2 separate regions of the Sus scrofa genome follow, and region 1 is linked to region 2. The links are chromatin contacts, called in public Hi-C maps. All regions are on one chromosome and are shown on one strand. The core of a region is the stretch at or near the end of the contact, and the rest is flanking DNA. Distances in the headings are between cores, read along the strand shown. Region 1 holds the start of MFHAS1 (malignant fibrous histiocytoma-amplified sequence 1). Region 2 has its middle 21 kb from the start of ERI1.

Region 1 (2,700 bases), core at 50-2,549, 56 kb before region 2:
CTCGCAGAAACCGCTGGGCAGGGTGCCAAGCTCAGCCCCGCTCAGCCACAGGATCTTTAGGGCACGCAGGGCACTGATATCTTCAGGTAGGCCACGCAGCCGGTTGCTGGACACATCCAGCTCCTCCAAGGCCGCCAGCTGCAACAGCTGCCGGGGAAAAGCCGTGAGCTGGTTGTGGTCCACGTCGAGGGTGCGCAGGTGGGAGAGGCAGGAGAAGGAGTCGGGCAGGTGTGTCAACCGGTTAAAACTGACGTCCAGCTCCTCCAGGTGGACCAGCGCGCCCAGCTGGGCAGGCATGGCGGGCAGCTGGTTGTGGCTGAGGTTGAGCTTCCGCAGCTCACGCAGGGCGCTCACCACCTCGGCGCCCAGGACGCTCAGCCGGTTGTGGCTCACGTCCAGCTCGGTTAGGTGGTGGCCCAGCTCCGCCACCGCGGGGGGCAGCCGGGCGAAGCGGTTTCGGCGCAGAACCAGGACGCGCAAGCTGCCCAGCGCAGAGCCCAGCCCGTCGGGCACCTCCTCCAGGCCGTTGTTCCCCAGGTTCAGCACCTCAATGTCCCCGATGTTGGCCGGCAGCACCAGCTGGGGGGCGTCGGGGGAGTCGATCTGGTCGGCACCTGGGCTGCCCCCGGCCGCGCTGAGGGTGAGCTGGCGCAGGTTGCTCCTCAGCTTTCTGGCACGCAGGGCGGCGTCCCGCCACAGCCTCACCGTTTTCAGGTTCCCACTGTCCGTCCCAGCCATGGTGGGGTCCCGGGCTGACACCTTGGCGCGGGCGCCCGCAGCTACATGCCGCGCTGCGCCCAGGCAGGCGCCAGTCTCTGGGGCCCTCTAGCTCCCGCTCCTCCCTTCCCACCAGCCCTCCGCGACCAGCGGCGGCGGGTCCTAGCGCAGCCAGCGGCCAGGCGCCCGCAGCTGGGGGGCAGCGGCGACGCGAGAAGCTCCGGGGAGCGCCGGGCGTGCGGCGCTGGGGGAGGCGGCCGGCCGGCGGGGAGCGCAGCTCGCATTCTCCGGGCTCTCGGGCCAGGGGCGCGCCGGGGCAGCAGGGCCGCCGCCCGCCCGCCGCGCCGCGGAGGATGCCTGCCGCTCCCCCTCCTGCTCCACCCGCCTCCGGGGCCTCGGGGCCGATTCTAGCCCCGCTACCCTCGCTGCCGCGGCCCCGCGGCCCGCAGCATCGTCGCCTCCGCGAGCTCCACGAGGACGGCGGCGGCCCGCTCCGCTGCGGGCATGATGTGGGCGCAGGGCCGGGCCGCCTCGTAGTCTCCGCTTCCCCGGGCTCCGGCGGGAGCGCGAGCGCCGCGTCCCCGCCACTGGGAGGGCGAGATCGGGAAGCGGCAGCGCCGCCCGGCGGAGCGGCCCCCACGTGACCCGCGGAGACGCCGCGTGTTCCCGGCACCGCCCCGGGGCGGGGGCCGCGGACCAGCGCCTTGAGCCGGGCTGGGGGCGCCTCGCCCTCCACGGGCGGCGGCTTGGACACCGCTGAGCCGGAGGCGCGCTGGTGGCCCGTCCCGGCTGCAGATCACGGCCCCGGGGCGCTCCTGCTTAAGTCTGCCTGCGTCTGGCTCTTTGTTGGCCCTGCGCCTCTAAGAATTTCTTTCTCTTCTCCCCTCACGTGTTGGATCCCAGGCCTCCCTGACTCATTCCTTACCCTTCTTCCCCCTTCCACTCACCCTATGTCCACACCTTAGTGGAACCGGCAGCATGCAGGGGCCTGGGTTTCATTGTAGGAACCTAAAAGGAGAGTGTGATTAAACAAAAGAACGAGAAAAGCAGGCAACCATTCATTCACTTGGTAAATATTTATCGAGACCTTATTTTATGGCAGACCGACCAGAGACAGACATTCTCTGCTCCCCTGAGGAAGGCTCTGAGCAGGCTCCTCGCCGGCCTTACTGCGGAGTGGAGAAAGGGGGGCCACGCAGTGTTTTATCCGGGATGTCCCACACATCCTCCCAACAGCCTCAGGAAACAAATACCATATCCCCAACTGTACAGTCCTTATTATGCTGTAGGTTCAAGAAAATGGCAGTTATGTCAAGAAAAATTTACAGCCCAATGCTCAACTCCAAGTCTTGCTTGCTTGCTTGTTTACTTATTTATTTATTTATTGGAATTTCTTTGCGGTCACATCTACACTAAGTAAATAATTTCTTCAGAATTTGCCCAAACCTTGAACTCTATTCAGCCTCAGGGTAGCACCTCCGTCATTGCCTCCAGCTTGATTAATAATGAAGCAAATAGCTCTCAGAGACACAAAGCTAAATGTAATTGGTTAAATGCACCAGTTAACACCTGGTTGGCTCTCCCCTACAAGGGATTGTTGCTGTCATTTGGGGACCCAAATTAAGTGCAGGTATTTGAATAGTAATAATTTGTCTCTTTAAAGGGAGCCATTGAGAAGTTCCTGTCGTGGCGCAGTGGTTAAGGAATCTGACTAGGAACCATGAATTTGCGGTTGGATCCCTGATCTTGCTCAGTGGGTTAAGGATCCAGCATTGCCCTGAGCTGTGGTGTAGGTTGCAGACGTGGCTCGGATCCCGTGTTGCTGTGGCTCTGGCATAGGCCGCTGGCTACAGCTCTGATTAGACCCCTAGCCTGGAAACCTCCATATGCCTCGGGAGTGGCTCTAAAAAAGGCAAAAATACAAAAATTAATTAATTAATTAATTAATTAAAAAAAAACAAAGAGAGCCATTGAACACCTCAG
Region 2 (2,700 bases), core at 55-2,554:
TCTATAGGAGACTCAAACTATGGTGACATAAAAGATCAGGTTGCCATTGGTTGGGAGCGGGATGAAGGAGGGAGGGATAAGTAAGTGGAGCACACGGGAGTTTTAGAACAGTGGAACTACTTGTATGACACTCTAATGACCCATTTATGACATTCATTTGTCAAAACTCATAGAACAATGCAATACAAAGAGTGAAGCCTAATGTAAACTATGGACTCAGTTAATAATATTGTAGCCATATTGATTGATCAGTGGTAACAAAGGTACTACACTAATGTAAGATGTCAATAGAGAAACTGTGGGGAGGGGAGAAGGGACACAGGGAATTCTCCAGACTTTCTGTTCAATTTTTCTGTAAAACTGAATCTGCCTTTTTTTTTTTTTTTTTTTTTGGTCTTTTTTTAGGGCCTCACCCACAGCATACGAAGGTTCCCAGGCTAGGGGTCGAATTGGAACTGTAGCCACTGGCCTACGCCACAACCACAGCAACGCCAGATCCGAGCCATGTCTGGGACCTACACCACAGCTCACAGCAATGCTGGATCCTTAACCCACTGAGTGAGGCCAGGGATCAAACCTGTGTCCTCATAGATACTACTCAGATTCATTTCTGTTGAGCCACCATGGGAATTCCTGAAGCTGCCCTTTTAAAAAAAATCTATTAACATTTATTTATTTATTTAATGGCACTGGTGGCATATGGAAGTTCCTGGGCTAGGGATCAAACCCCAGCCCCAGCTATGACCTTTGCCACAGTTGCAACAACGCAGGACCTTAGCTCACTGTGCCAGCTGGGGATCAGACTTATGTCACCCAGAGACAATGCTGGATCTTTAACCTGCCACATCAGTAACAGGAATTTTTAAATAACTCAATGCTGAATTTTAATATTTATTTGTAATAATAAAAGGTCAATAATAATATAATTGAAAACTAGCATTTCAAAACCAAGCCAGGACTATGATGCTCTGATAATGTTTTATAAGTAAGGCACTGAATACTTTCCTCTGCTATCTGGTTTGTTCAGCCGTCTGGGGACTGGTCCAGGTCCTGCCTCTTGTGGAGCTGGCATGGACCTGGTGAGCATTCGTCCACTGGTACAATCTTGGCAAGAGCTCGCCTTGGGTGCACTGCACCTCCAGGATCACTCTGGTTCCCACCAGGGTGCCAAGAACCAGGGGCAGCTCCAGCATGGGTTGGTGATCGTTGCTACCATGCTGCCCAGCCACTGCATCATACAGCACTGGCTCCACCTGCCTGCCTAGCCTAGCCTGTCACCACCGCCCCAAGCCCCGGCACCAGGGATGGCAAAGATGCTAAACAAGTGGATCTGCTCTGAGCCCCCCTATTCGAATGGTGGCCAAGGCTAACAGGTTGCAGGAGCAGGCAGCCGAGGTGGCTGGGAATGAAGCCCCCACATGGGGCTGGTTTATTTTCTGCCTCCCCAGCCCAGTTTAGGGCTGCAAACAGGCAGTGCTTAGCTCTGAATGTTCAGTCTGTCATTCCTAAAGCCTGGATGACAGTGCTTGCAGCCTAAAAATAAACTCCCACTTCCCTTGGGGGCACTGGGATTTATTCTATTTAAATTTCACAGATTGTTTTCATTCCTCCGGGTTTGAAGCACTGGAGGCTGAAATCTGCTTCTCAGCTCTTTGTATGTATTTGTTTTAGTGACAGAGTCACCCTTGCAACAAGGGCTACTCCTATGGCAACTGTCACAAACAAGATCAGGCTTCTACTGAGGGAGGAAAGAAAGCCTCCCAAGAAAGCCAGGCACTTTCTTCCATGGATATGAATCTCCCTTTTAGGGCCTGGTGAGCAGGAGGTGAAGAAAGACTGGCATGACAAGGATGTTTTCATGATGAAGTCTAGCATGGTGCTAACTCAGCTGAAAAAAATTTTAAAGTGTGCCCTTCCCTTTGGGTTAGAAGTAAATGTTGGAATTAAGAGTTAATGCTTATTTCAAACAGTTACATGAGGGGAAAGTGTTACACCTTAGCTTATATTCATACAATTGCATGCACTGTCCTTGATATTATAGATAGATGATAGATATGATATATATATAGAGAGATGGCTATATATATAGATAATGCATAAGATATAATGCACATATAATATATAATTGTTGCATATAATTAAATAATATTCCATTTATTTTGCAACTTTGTAATTCTGAGAAGATAGTTTGGAAAACACTTGCAACGCTTTATTAATTAATTAATTAATTAGTCTTTTCAGTGCCGCACCTGTGGCATATGGATGTTCCCAGGCTAGGGGTCTAATTGGAGCTGCAGCTGCTGGCCTACACCAGAGCCACAACAACGCCAGATCCAAGCCACATCTGTGACCTACACCACAGCTCATGGCAATGACAGATCCTTGACCCATTGAGTGAGGCCAGGGATCGAACCTGCAACCTCATGTTTCCTAGTTGGATTTGTTTCTGCTGTGCCACAACGGGAACTCCAGCAACACTTTATATTTTGAAGTTTATCTTAAATTCTTATATATAGAGTTGAGGTTCAAGATTTCTCTGGATCCAGTCTGAAAAGCAAGGCTTCATTTCCTTCTAAAAGAAGAGTTCTCAACCCTATTAGATCCTGTGCTCATTTTTTATGAGTATTTTGTAACGCTTCCTTAACTACGCAATTCAGAGTTAATTTCATTTACCTACACCATAATTTAAAAAAAATTAAT

The links. A called contact is a pair of places that touch in the nucleus more often than the background predicts.
Region 1: a Hi-C map of liver shows a contact between it and region 2, with 3 times the contacts expected there. The contact joins the promoter of MFHAS1 here to the enhancer-like site in region 2. A contact is called at or near these places in 3 of 5 promoter capture datasets (fetal liver and liver), 17 of 47 Hi-C or Micro-C datasets (alveolar macrophages, brain, embryonic fibroblasts and 9 more) and 2 of 2 datasets of contacts at active chromatin or transcription factors (alveolar macrophages and skeletal muscle).

The regions. Positions count from the first base shown.
Region 1 is chr15:56,199,054-56,201,753 of Sscrofa11.1, reverse strand. It overlaps MFHAS1 (malignant fibrous histiocytoma-amplified sequence 1), which reads right to left and starts at 1,299. Exons shown (of 3, transcript XM_021075967.1): 1 at 1-1,299. The coding sequence starts at 738.
Region 2 is chr15:56,143,280-56,145,979 of Sscrofa11.1, reverse strand. No RefSeq gene overlaps it. Among named protein-coding and RNA genes, the nearest start is that of ERI1, 21 kb to the right of the region's middle. Within about 2 kb of position 1,304, at least 14 of the 83 cell types and tissues checked have an H3K27ac peak or open chromatin away from gene starts, as enhancers often do. A contact at or near this core is called in fetal liver and liver, where this site is marked.